Linked DNA regions of Mus musculus: region 2 is linked to region 1. Evidence: chromatin contacts called from public Hi-C data. All regions are on one chromosome and are shown on one strand. Each heading gives the region's core, a stretch centred on a gene start, on an enhancer-like site or on the middle of the called end of the contact. The rest is flanking DNA. Distances are from core to core; before and after follow the strand shown.

Evidence for each region. A called contact is a pair of places that touch in the nucleus more often than the background predicts.
Region 2: a Hi-C map of cerebellar granule neurons shows a contact between it and region 1, with 2.7 times the contacts expected there. The contact joins two enhancer-like sites. A contact is called at or near these places in 3 of 484 Hi-C or Micro-C datasets (cerebellar granule neurons and cerebellum) and 1 of 115 datasets of contacts at active chromatin or transcription factors (embryonic stem cells).

What each region holds. Positions count from the first base shown.
Region 1 is chr4:26,933,032-26,940,336 of GRCm38.p6, reverse strand. No RefSeq gene overlaps it. Among named protein-coding and RNA genes, the nearest start is that of Gm42264, 110 kb to the right of the region's middle. Within about 2 kb of position 5,741, at least 34 of the 459 cell types and tissues checked have an H3K27ac peak or open chromatin away from gene starts, as enhancers often do. A contact at or near this core is called in cerebellar granule neurons, where this site is marked.
Region 2 is chr4:27,492,999-27,500,099 of GRCm38.p6, reverse strand. No RefSeq gene overlaps it. Among named protein-coding and RNA genes, the nearest start is that of Gm25173, 200 kb to the left of the region's middle. Within about 2 kb of position 1,574, at least 6 of the 459 cell types and tissues checked have an H3K27ac peak or open chromatin away from gene starts, as enhancers often do. A contact at or near this core is called in cerebellar granule neurons, where this site is marked.

The DNA.
Region 1 (7,305 bases), core at 4,492-6,991:
TGTGTGTGTGTGTGTGTGTGTGTGTGTGAAAGAGAGAGAGAGAGAGGGAGAGAGAGAGAGAGAGAGAGAGAGAGAGAGAGAGAGACATAGAATGAAAGAATAGAGAAATTGAGAGACAGAGAGAGAGAAGAGGAAAAGCAGGGGTGGGAACTGCATAAATACAGTACTTGTGAATAGATTCTGAAAAATTTAAGTTAAAACTATTTTGATTAAAACTACACAATTAATATACTGTGACAAAAACCAACACCGCCTCCCCCTTCACTCCCCCCAAAACCCCTTCTGATTCCCCTCTCTGGATTTTTGTGAAGTACCTACACTCCTTGGTGTTCATACTGAAGTAAATGGATGTTTGTAAATGGATGTTTGATTCATGAAGTAAAAGGAGGAATGTTATTGTGAGGAACAGAATAGAAGTAATGGGTAAAAGAGCTGAATGGGCTGATAGAGGGTGAATATAGTCAAAGTATATTGCACGGATTATGAAAAATCAGAGTGAAACATTTCTTTTTACTTAAAAACTTGTGAATGTTGTTGTTATCTGTGGGTTCCTTGAAATTAGATAACACACCAGAAGTGCATGTCAAAGTATAACTCTAATTTAGTGGAAATCGATTATCTTTCTTCATGTCCACCCCTTATTTGTCCCTGATATTAGTAAGCACTGTTCTACTCTCAGAACCATTTTTCTCCTATCATTCTGTCATGAAACTGGATAATACTCAATACAATAAGCATTTGATGGGTAACAAATACAAAATATGTGAAGTTTTATGAATGAAATAAATACTAGAAAGAAATGTGAAATGCAGAGAAATTATAGAAACGTCTGCCTGTAACTTTCCATTGTTGAACAAAGGTGAGCCATTACAAAGAGAGTCATTATACTCTCATCACTTAAATCCTTATTTGTAATAGCCAGAAGCTGGAAACAACCCAGATGTCCCCCAAGAATGATTATAGAAAATGTGGTTCATTTATACAATGGAATACTATTCCACTATTAAAAATGAGGACATCTTGACTTTTGAAGGCAAATGGATGAAACTAGAAAATATCATCCTGAGTGAAGTAACAGACCCAAAATGACATACTTGGTATATACTCAGTGATAAGTGGATATTTACCAAAAAGAACAGAATACATAGGATGCAATTTACAGACCTTAAGAAGTGTAACAAGTAGAAAAGCTCAAGTGAGGAGCTTTCAAATCGACTTAGAAGGGGAAAGGAAATAATCACAGGAGGCAAAGTGGGAGGGATCTAGGTGGGAGAAGGCAAAGGGAGGGCAAAAGAGAAAAAGGATTAGATAAGGGGGAGACAAGTCCAGATGACCAAAAGAATAAATGGAAATAAGTAGCTTCAGGGGTGAAGAGGGGAGGTGCAGGGACCCTTTAGAAAGTACCAGAGACCCAGAAGGTAAGGGACTCTCAGGACTCAGTGGGGTGACCAGAGCCAAAATGCCCAACAATGAGGAGATGGAACTCAAAGACATCACCTCCAGTAGATAGACATGGCCTCAATTGGAAGGACAGAGTTGTTAACCCCAAGTCAAAATTTCTCACCCAGGATTGTTCCTGTCTAAAAGAACTGTAGGGACAAAAAAGGAGAAGAGACTGAAGGAAAGTAGTCCAATGACAGGCTTGGGATCCATCTCTTTTTGGTTAGGGGGCAGGAAGGCCATGAGCATTAAGGTCTGACACTATTACTGATGCTCTGACATGTTTAAAAATGGGAGCCTGGCATGACTGTCTTCTGAGAGGCCATAGCAACAGCTCACTGAGACAGAGGCAGATACACAAAATCACTGGACTGAAGTCAGGAACCCATGTGGTTGAATTAGGGGAAGGACTGAAGAAGCTGAAAGGGAGAGTGATCCAATAGGAAGACCAGCAGACTCAACTAACCCAGACGCCAGGAAGCTCCCAGAGAGTGAAACACCAACCAAGAGCATACAAGGGCTAATTCTAGGCACATATGTAGTAGAGATCTACCTGGTTTGGCCTCAGTGGGAGAAGATGTGTCTAATCCTTGAGAGACTTGATACCCCCAAGGAAGCAGGAGGCCTGTTGGGGAGAAGCACCCTATTAGAGACAAGGGGGCAGAAGAATGGGATAAGAACTGTGGGAGGGGACCTGGGGGACAATGATTGGAATGTAAATAAATATAATAACTTTTTTATAAATAAATAGAAGAAAAAAGATGTGCAAAGAAAAAAAAAAAATAAAAAGATGAGTCAGTTACAAAAGAGTACCGTCTTCATGGGAGGCCTATCGTCCAGTGACATCACCAGGCTTCCAAACAAATTCTGCTTGTCATTGTCTTTTTCTTCATTGTCATTAAAGTCTATGGCATTTTTATCCCAGAATCACTGATGACAATGATGGATGATGATGGTATAAAAAATGTTGGAGTGAACCTGCCTCAGTAATATCCTGGATAAGAACAATTTCAGTATCTCAGGATGGTTTCCTATTGTCCCTTGTCTTTAAATATAAGTGGCACACTTACAGCTCCCATCTCAGAAAACAAACTCACAACACCATAAAATTATGGAAGATACCCAAAGTGCTGTAATACAACAGACTACAAGGGTTACTGAAAATGCTTTCTCTGGAAGCCATTGCATTACTGTCTGATGAAGCTTTTTAGTTTTTCTGTCTCAGGAAGAATATATACTAAATGGTAAAATGTGGGGAAAAAGTAAATTTCTAAATTTTTTAACACTACTATTTCTCAATCATCCCATTTAAATATTTTCATTACTTCAAAATTCTATGTATGTGGGTTTTTTTAAATTCATTTCTGTATGTGTTGTCTTCTTTACTACATATTGAAACTAAGGAAAACTGCTGTGAAGCCTGCTTACCCCCAGTTGCACTCTCAGCCCTTTTTCTTTCAGTGATGAGATGAAGAATTTTCTGTGCTTCATCTCTACTTCTTTGCTTTGATCTATGACTATAATCTATTTCTCTGTACCCTGAACATACTCATATATTTGATTTTACGTAAACATATACAACTGTACACATATTCCACAATTTGTTCCTATATCTTAGATCTTATTACTGACTTTTTTGTTATGACATTATTTATATCCCCTACTTGGTTATCCTTACTGATATATACACGATCTTTCCCACTAATCATAATTCATTCGTATAATCTACTGCTGATGGAGAATTTATTTAGTTTTCACTTGTGCTGTGATGGTGCTGTCAGTGTTAATCTAGTCGATATCCCAATATCTGCGTTTTTCTAGAGCATTTTGCTTTAAAAAAAAACTTTATTATATTTATTTATTTGTGTGTGTGTGTGTGTGTGTGTGTGTGTGTGTGTTACAATACAGATGTGGAGGTCAGAATAAAACTTGTGGTAGTTATTTTCCATTTCACCATATAGATTTCCGAATATTCCTTATTAGAATTTAGCATGTTTGTATGCATTAGTTTTCTCATTGTATATAATGATGCCATAATATTGTAAATAGCTACACCTTCAAAGCTTTTTGTTTGATTTTGTTTTTTGTTTTTTGTTTTTTGTTTTGTTTTTTTGTTTTTTGTTTTGTTTTTTGTTTTTTGTTTTGGTTTTTGGTTTTTTGTAGTAATGAAAAGTCAATAGAACCAAAGCTGCCTCATTTGGAGCACAGGACTCGGCTGTGCTGAAGGAACATGCTTCCATGGCTACATCACATCTATCTCTTTCTGTCCAGCATTATGCTACATTTTTAAAAGTTGTTTTGCCAAGTTAAGCCAAAAATGCCACCATATTCAAAGTTTTACTTTGTTTCACCATTATTTTCTATTTAGAAATTTTTCATTTAAATTGAAAAACTATGTAGTATAAGTCTTAAATTTTATTTATCTCTATGGTAATTTGTTATGCTTTCATGTGAAAACATCATTTTTTATGCTTATATAGAAGTTTGGGCCATTTTCTTTTGACTACTATTATTTTTACATATAATTTTTATCAAATATATGCTTCACATATGTATTTCTTCTAATCTATGCTTTTTTTTCCCACAGATATTTTGCACTGATTTTAAATAGCATTATAAAAATTATCCTTATGATCTTTGTGTTTTTATACTAAGGTTAATTTGTTTCAATTTTTATTTGTATTTATTTATTTGTGTTTATGAGTTACAATACACATATGGAGATCAAAGGACAACTCCTGCTAATTATTTTTCAATTTTCACCATATGGATTTTCTAATATTCCTCATTTATATTAGAATTTAGTTCATTTGTATGTTTTTGTTTTCTCTATGTATATCATTATGCCATCATGCTGTAAATAGCCACAACTCCAAAGTTTTGTTTTGTTTTTTTTTTTTTTTTTGGTTTTTTTTCATTTTCTTTTGGTTTGTTTTAATACAGTGAAAGGGGAATAGGAAAGCTAATGTCTCATTTTGAGCACCAGACTTCTCTAATACTAAACCAATGTTCTCTTTAAAGCAAGAGTATAAAACATACAAAGCCCGTATTCAAGACAGAATGTTTAAAGTTACAAAATCAGCTTTCTGCAGGGTCTAATCATATCAATAGTTTTTAGTATTACCTTTAATTCCAAATGTTGTTTAATTACAATCTATTTTTTTCAATTTAATTATTGGAATATTTATAGAATAATTATTTTATGCCTTATTTGTACATTTCAGCACTTCCATATTGCTAAATATAATGTAAAAATCACAACTAGTAAAAAAAAAAAAACTTTAAGTTTTAGGATGCATTCTGGCTTTTCAGATGACATTTACACTGACTTTAACATGTCATCTCCATAAAGATTCTGAGTTTAGATGTTACCTTGAGGTGACGAAAACAGTAGTATTCTAATTTATTAATACTACTGTTTATGTATTTCTGATTAAATTATAACAATTCTTTAAGTAGAGATCCAAAGAAATGATCAGGAAAATATCTACAGAAGCAGAAAATTGTTGTTTCTGCTATAATTCAAATCACATTTCATATGCTCCATTGATATAATATCACTGTATAAAATTGTAAACACTTAAGAATTAGTTATATCTGTTATATTTAGTTGTTAATTTGTCACGTAAAGTGGACATATTTCATATATATATATATATATATATATATGTATATATACATATACGTGTGTGTGTATACTATATGCCATCATCCATTAGACAACAGAAGATGTTATTAACAGCTATTCTGATTAAGTTAACAAATATTTTGTGCTTATAACGTATAAATGTATAGCCACACATGTAAACCAATGATGCACGAGGATGAACAGCATCCTCATTCGCATCCTTCCCCTTAATCCATTTTATAAATACTTGATAATGGGAAACCTCCGTATGTATGTAGAAAACGACAACTAAGTGATCCAAAGAGAAGTTTACGTTGTCACCTCACACCTTAAAATATATTTATTTTAACATTCCTGCCATGATAACTATTGTTGGTCAGTTATTCTTTTGGACTTTCTGTCTAGTTCTCATATTATTTCCCCTACAATAGCATCTGGTACATGCTATTATAAATCCTTACCCTGAACGGTGCACGTGATAGTGAGTCCACTAACTCTGAGACACAGAGGGAGAAGGAAATTAAGATATTGCAGTTAGACATGTGTATTAACTCACCATCTAACATGGAAAAAGTAATGAGTGTAAGCCTCACAATGGTGGAGTATAGGGAGCTTTTAAATAGGGAGTTTAATCTCCTTTAGAGCAAAGCCACACTCTTGGTTTCCCTAGGTTTTTGGCAAGGTTCCCAGAAGCTGCAGTCATTCATGAGCCACACACTCTGTTCTTAGGAAAACTGCACTGGGAACTTCACACGGTGAAACGAATGCTCTCATTCTGGATGCTTCATCTGTAAAATATCCGCTCACACATGTATATACATGCGCATGGTACTTAACTCAGCCACCACCAAAGGATGGGGGCACTGTTGGGATTTGAACCCATTGTTGCAGGAAGTCCAAGATTTTCAAACCTTATGTGTTGACTATAAAACCATTCCCTCTGGAAGATTTTTCTGCAATTAAAATGAAGTTTATGTTAAGAGAGCTTGAAAAATTCCCAAATCAAATCAGATTGTTTACAACAGCTTGAGCTCCTTTCTCAGGAAGTGCTGAAGCCAGAGTTTTGCTCGCCCTTGTTCTCTGGCTTTTCTAATACACCCCACGTTCTCATTCATGAGCTCTGTGTAATTAGAATAAGAATCATCTGTGAGATACGCTGTAATGGACCATAAAATATAATGCCGTGTGTATTGTGTGTTTCGTTGTTTAAGTTCAGGATTTATGAAAGATTAGCTGTTTCTTTCATTTTGAAGGCAGAGAAAAATCTCTCACTCCTTGCTGTTTACCAACAGTAGTTTGAGATGTAATCTCAGCTGGGTAAACAGAAGTGGACAGGTAAAAAAATATATGTGTATGTGAAGAATATATATTTTTCTACCACAACGCCCAGTGTCGGATGCAGGAACAAAGCCTGTTCTATTGGTGGTATTATATGTGATAATACACAGGCTGATTGTAGACACACAGAACACAGGTCCTAATGAAACCATTTTACTTATTGAGCTTGTATAAAACCCCAGGTACCACTGTCTCTCGGTCATGACTGGGCCTTCCAGAGCTGCAGTGCTATATGCATAATGTCAGACGCGCCAACTCGCTTCTCTCTGCATGCTCACTGTCCTGCTTTACCATCTCTTTCATATTTGCAGTTGCTCCTTTAGAAAGATATTTTGCCTTATGTCACCCCATTGTACTTACTCAGAACATTTTCTCCCCAGTTGAGAATATATTTTTAAAAAAGTGATTCCATTAATTCCTAAAACATTTCTGTGATTTGGGAGGATAAGGGGGAGGAGGAGGAGGGGGAGGAGGAGGAGGAGGAGGAGGAGGAGGAGCAGGAGCAGGAGCAGGAGCAGGAGGAGGAGGAGGAGGAGGAGGAGGAGGAGGAGGAGGAGGAAAAATGTGTACAGGAGTGGCTTATTCCTGTCAGGTTGGGTGACTTGCAAGTTTGTCTCAGCATGAGAAGGGTGGGGCCGCAGCACTTACTTGAAGCTTCAGTGTTTGATCTTCTCTCACACAGTAATAATGTAAAACAAGGAGACATAATGCAAGTAAAATAAAAGCAAAAATGAGCCAGCTTATATTCCTCAGTTTCATTCAATTTGTTTTGGGCATGTTCAAACAAATGTAGTTTAATATTTTTTCTTGTTTCAAGGAAAGACTGCTTGCTCTTTCCATATTTAGCATACACATTTTTTTTTCTTTCAAAATGGACACCAGAAATAGGAAAAAGAAAA
Region 2 (7,101 bases), core at 325-2,824, 560 kb before region 1:
TGCAGATAATGAACTATTTCTTAATATTAACTTGATGGTCCAGAAATGGCCCTTTGCATAAATATCTGAAAAATACATGGTTAACATGTTTTTAAAAAATATTATTTTATAGAATTTTGAAATATTATAGTAGAAGTTTTTCCAGTCTCGGATCTGCCATGATAAAGAAAGCAACTTAGTCACTAAATGTTGTTTTCAGTACTTACAGAATTAAAGGAATCCTACTGTCATAAACTTTATATGACAGGAGAATGCCAGGGCCAAGAAGCAGTAGTGGGTGGGTAGGGGAGCAGGGCAGGGGGGAGTGTATAGGGAACTTTCGGATAGCATTTCAAATGTATATAAAGAAAATACCTAATAAAAAATAAAATAAACTTAATAGATAAATTTTTAATTTGAAATATAATGTAAAAGCCAGGTGTGAATTCACTTGATTGTGATCCTGACACAAAGACTGAAGAATCATTACAAGTGTGAGGTCAGACAGTTGTACTTCACAAGACTTAAGGTGGCAAAAGTTGGGGTTGGGGCAGGAAGAAAACAGTAGTAAGAAGAAATAAGATAAAGAGACACAGAGAGCAAATGGAAGGACAGAGGGAATGAGGGAAGGAAAGGAGAAGGTGAAAGGGAAAGAGAGGGGCAGGAAATGAAGGATGGGAAATGTCTGTTGCATTTTCACCTTTTACTTTTTATTCTTTTCCTTAATGCCAAATAAATCAGTTATCAAATGAGAAAGCTGATGAAAAGTATATATTTGACTTCATGTGAGAGGTACTGGAGTCGCCTTACAGTATGAACCTTCTCCTAGAGTAAGCGTTCATTCGGATAGGAAAATGTTTCATTAATGATGAGAAAAGTCTTTACTCATGGCATGCTCATAACAGTATTGAGTGGATACTATTTATAGAAGAAAGGAATGAATTTTAATTCAGTCTGATATTTTCATCTCCGTTCCAAAAAAGTGCACAAAAATGTTCATCCATTTTCATCACCTCCAAATTCAGGTCTCAGTGAGGTAGGGTTGGGATCTGACGTTTATCCTGGAGAACAAAAGAACTTATTTGAAATTAATAGGATTTTCCAATGATGGTATGTAAATAAGAAATATTGTTACTTGGTCATTTGGTATCTAAAAATGTATGTTACATATATTTTCTAAACACTTAGGAATGTAATTTCAATGTGTGCTCAAAGAAAACACTTTGCCTTCATAGAATATATACAAACCTATATATTTATGAATGTATTCCTTCTCAGTTATAACTACATCATTTCCTATTTCTTCCCAGTTCCCTCTAATTCTCATAGTGGACATGTCAGTTGATGTAATTTTTGTTGCTATGCTTGAAGTTGCTATAACATGCGAAGTTTGCTTTCATTCTACCCTTATTTTATTTTGCCTCGCAATCTTCAGGAAAACAAGATATTTCAACATTAATTAGCAACTATGATAACTTTGAAAATGTGTGTAAGAAAATGCTACTTTTTTCAATTTTGAGACAAGTGTGAAACAGTCATCACCTCTCTTACCACTTTTTCCTCTTTGTGATGCAGACATTGACCTGGAAAAAAAAAGATTAGCCTTGTTAGTAGCAAATATGATTAAGAGATTGTGGCCATATTTGGCATCCTTTTCTACTGAGTGGGTTGCTTTTGTACCTTGAGCTTCTTATTTTATTATTGCAATGATTCTGAACTCACAAATAAAGCAATTCAGTCTTTTGTTACTGGAATTCTAAGTAATACAATTTTAAAATGAAATTCATTTATGCTTTCAGATTTTAGCTCTTAGTAAGTCAAACTTGTTTGCTTTGCTCACTAAAAAAAAACTTTGTAAAATAGCACATTAGAAAAATATTATTACTAACTTTAAGCAGAGAAAGTACAGTTCAGCTGAGAAGAGATTTAGGGCACAGAGCACATAGCTGATGGATTTCCCCGCTGTCCCTGGATAGCAAGGACAGGAACACCAGATTCCTACCCCCAAGCCATCTGGTTAATTTTGGATAGAATCTGCTCTGTGACTCTGCATTCTGGAGCACATTACCTCCTCAGCTTTTGTGACCCAAAACTTACATTTTCCAGCTCTACCATTTATTTGTGTGCATCAATTTAATGATATCACTAGGGTCTTTAATATACAAGAGTTTGAACAGTCTATATATGAAAATGTAGTCCTACTCATTTCTGACTTTACAATTTTTATATAGTGAACATTAATTGCTCATCTACCTAATTATAAAATGCGGTTGTTTTCACAGCATACTTTTTCATGCACTAGTACTGCATTTCTTATACTCTTGTGCCTTAGGAATACATTTTCCAAAGGTTGGGACAGAAAAAGAAGTGATCAAATGGCCACGTAAAATTAAAGGGCATATAGTCTCAAATCATTTTATTTTGGATTTCTAATGATTTACAAAGTTTAAGGATTTGTTGGAAGGCAAGTTTTAATGTTTAAAATAACTGAATGCTTTGCCACTCAGCCAGAAAATAATGCTCAAAGCAACATCACTTGGGTGTAGACATGGTAGATGCTTTCTCCTGTGCATGGCTACTGTGAATTCCCTGGGCTATTTATCAACACTCATAACTAGGATGAAGCCCTCTGGCTACCATATGTTCCAATGTGCTGATTACAGAGGTTGTTCTAATAATTACTCTCCGGAGGGCAGAAAGTTGACTATTGTTTTTACCATTTACCTAGGGATTTTGCACTCCAAATGAGGTCATCACAGCTGTATATGTACTATATAAGGGAAAAATAATCCAAAATTTTTCTCTGAAACTTTTTTAATAAAAAATTCCACTTACATATATTTGAAACCCTAAAATATATCACTGCCGCAATGATTCATATGTACTACTCTACTTGAAATCAATCTAATGACATTCATTATAGTTTAATTTAAAACATTGAGAATCGTATTGAAGTTTAACTTATTTGGTATTTTTTTCAGAACATATCTGGCTCAATTAAAAACTGTTGCTTGAATGACTTTATCAGATGCTTATTGGATTGCAAATGAAGATGGGAACTATTGAAGACACCACAGTTTACTAGACTAGTTACTAAAACTTTGGTTACTTTAATGCCCTAGAAATACTAAAAGACACATATGGCATTTATAAAACATTTAATTCTCTGAATGTTTCCTTATAATTCCAAGTATATCCTACATGGATTTTCTTAAGGTTGTGGCAATTGCAATTTCTCTGAACACTTTAAAACTATAATTATATTCACTCCAATTACTTACAAAGCAACTATATGAAAACCCAAAAGTTCACTCTGCCTCAAATAAGACCCACAGTGTTTCCACAATGAACGCACTTCAGCAGGATATTATTTAGTACAATGAAATAGAACTCTAAGGATACATTGAAGATGGAGAGGAAGATCAGCAACTAAGCAACTATAGCAGGAAATGTAGACCAATAGCATCATAGATAGATTTTTTTTTAACTCTTGATATAAAGCTAATTCCCTTTCATGAATGTTCATGCATGTATGCATTAGATAGCATAATTAGATTTAAGATCATACTTCAACTATTATAGAAATTTCATAAATATTTAATGTATTAATATACCAAGTTTTCTATGGACAAAGTATTCATATAATTTTCTATAATTCTATAATTTTCTATGCATTTATCCAATATTTTTATCATCTTATTTCATAAAGCATTTATAAGAATCAATCGCAGATATTGGCTTATCAGAAACCACTTGAGAAATAATACTTCTGATTTTTAATAGCTGTTCTCTATAAGTCTATCAGTGTATAATGGTGAGAGTCTGAATGGTTGTAGTTGAACAGCTTATTCATTGTTTATTTTGAATTTCAATGCTGGTATCGCTTTCCACAATGTTATGTGAGCCATTTTGAACTGAATGAAAAGGTTTATTTTTAACAAGTTAAGTGTACAATTTTTCCTCCTATATGAACATTGTTATATGCTCAAATAAGTGTACAAATAATGAAAGTACCATCTCCCATTTGTTAGGTTTCATCCTCTATTTTTGGAAGTTAACACAGCTTGCAGTTTAAGTAGTCTTTCCATTACAATCATGCAGGGAATTATAATGCCATCACGTTTTTCTCCATTTCCCAGTGTTCATGCAGTCTCTAGCAATTCAATACCCATTTCAAAGATGCAGCCAGCCATTTTTCACCATCTCACTGGCTGAGCAATATTCTTGTTCTCTTTTGAGATCCATTTCTTAAAGGAACACATTCCAGTAACTGTTTCCCAGATATAATCGTTAGAATTGCAGTACATTATTTCCCAGTAGCCTGTGGGAAGGATTTCCATGCTCCAGCACAGTCTAATATTTAAATTGAAAATAAAACTTTTAAGGCTGGAAGGAACTGGAGAAGTTTGGTGGATTGTGACTACCATTTAGAACTAGATACTCTGACAGAATGCCCTATTTCTTCTTTTCAAGCTTCATTTTCCATTAAAATATAATCTGAGCAATTCAAATGTAGGCTGAATTTCATACTTCTCAGAAATCCAGTTCTTGTTCGTAGCTTCTACTTACTTCAAAGCCTGAAACATGCAATGAAGCTTTTTCTCCACGGTTAGCACAGCAAAGTATTTGCAATGAGAACTCCTCAAGCTGCATAGCAAAAGTGAAGTGCCACGCCATGTTGATCTGGAGTTGTCCACTTGGCAAAATGATCAACATCTGCCGAGTGAAATACTGAGCACCATTGCAGTCTACTTCCCAAAGATGCGCATTAGCATGAAAAAAAAGCATTACTAGTGATAAGACACAGAAATGCCTCATCCAATAGACAGGATGGCTGTTTGCTTCTATTTCTGAAGTTTTCTAGCTTATTTTTAATGCTATACAATGAAAACTAATGGGAGGAAGGAAAATCCTGTACTGCTAAATGAAATACTGTCAATATAGCATGTACATTAGAATGAACTTACCTCTAGCACACACACACACACATATACACACACACATATACACAATATATGGAATATATTATATATAAAACATGGAATATATTTTATATATATACACACACATATATGTATATGTGTATATATACACACATATACATATATGTTTATATAATATATACATATAAATATAAATATATATATGTGTAGATAGATAGATAGATAGATAGATAGATAGATATCCCATGTTTTTCAGAATCATTGGATATTGCAGAAATCTAAGGGTATCGTTCTTCAAACCACTCAGTTCTCTTTGTGGAATCTGAGTGATCACTCCTAAGGCTTATTGCCTTTTGAAAAATAAATAAATTAGAATTGTTTTGGAGCATTATGTTGCATTTATTTCTGTTCATTGCTTAAGCCACTGTCTTTTGTAAAATGTAAAAGTGATCTTGAGTACCACAAATGATATCTCCAATTGATAGCCAAAAAGAAAAAGAAAAAAAAAAGAAAAAAAAAAAAAAAGAAAACAGTTTTCTTAGTTTTCACTGGGTATAGAAACTACTCTTAAAGGTAGGCTGCAGGTCCCACAGTAGATGGTCAACAGCAAAAAAAGTCAATGGTACTTTTTGAGTATCATTGTTCATACTGTCATGTTAGGGTATTTGTATCTTTCTTAATTTTTATTTTATTGTATTCATATATTTAAATTTTAATCTCTTTTTTTCTTTTTGTATCTATTATGGCTTGCAGTTTAGTAATTAAATGGAATTCCCAATCATGCAAATATGTTGGTCTCTGCAATTTTATCTTGTTTCTTGTGCCTTTTCTTGGGCTCTTTCTCCTGTTTGCTGTGTTCTACTCTGATGTGCAGCTTTTTCTTTTTCTTTTTTTGCATTATTATATTTCCTTTATCCTGTAGAAGTTTCTTTGTTTTCTTGTGTGTGTGTGTGTGTGTGTGTGTGTGTGTGTGTGTGTGTGAGAGAGAGAGAGAGAGAGAGAGGGAGGAGGGAATGGATCAGGTCAGAGTGGGATGGTAAGACACTGGGAGGACTAGAGGGAGGGGAACTGAAATCAGATTATGTTATGTGAGGAAAGGTTCACTGAGTAACAAAATAGTATATAATAGCCTATTACAAAATAGTATATAATAGACTATTTGTTTTAGTTATATAATCAAGAAAATATAGAGAGCGTGCTAATATCCTACAATTACAATTTTAACTTTCTAACGTTGTTTAATCTTTAAATCTTGACACCTGATGTGAGCAAGTCAATTATATATAGGTTACATTTACCATTTGACGAAAAGGTTTATGGCATATCAATTCATCTAGATTCAAGTAAAGCCTATAAGATATGACCCATACTTATAATGCTCTGGACTCTGATTATTTACTAATTTATAGCTTACAGTCAGTAGCAGAGAGGACGGTGGATGTTACATGAGGAAGTTCCATTCAGAGAGGAAAGTTTAGACATGCGTGCCTATGATACATCTTCACAGTGGGGAAATATTGAATAGATATTATTTTCTGTTAAAAATTATCCACATTTACTGTTCAGATGATCTCCTAGCTTATGAAAATTATGTGAAGAAATGAGATTCTAATTCCTTTAAAATAAAATTTTCTTTTATGTGCATCATATTTACTGTATACTAGCTATAAATATAATTTTGTTAGAATTTGTTTTAAAAAAACAGAATATGGAACATATATATAAACTAACCCGTACCCCCAGAGCTCGTGTCTCTAGCTGTATATGTAGCAGAAGATGGCCTAGTTGGCCATCATTGGGAAGAGAGGCCCCTTGGTATTGCAAACTTTATATGCCCCAGTACAGGGGAACGCCAGGGCCAAGAAGTGGGAGTAAGTAGGTTGGGGAGCAGGGTGGGGGGAGGGTATAGGGGACTTTTGGGATAGCATTTGAAATGTAAATGAAGAAAATATCTAAAATAAAAAAAAAAAAACAGAATATGCTATCTAAAGGAAGGTTAGAAAAATGACTGCTTGCCACCATCCATCCTGGTGCTGAAGTTGTCTTGTATGCTCAGCAAGTGTTCCATTCTCTGGCAGTTTTATTTATTTATTTTATGTAATACTGAAAAACAGTCTCTAAATGTCATAGGCAGACTTTAACCTATCAACATAGACCCACTATGTCTTATAATTTCCAA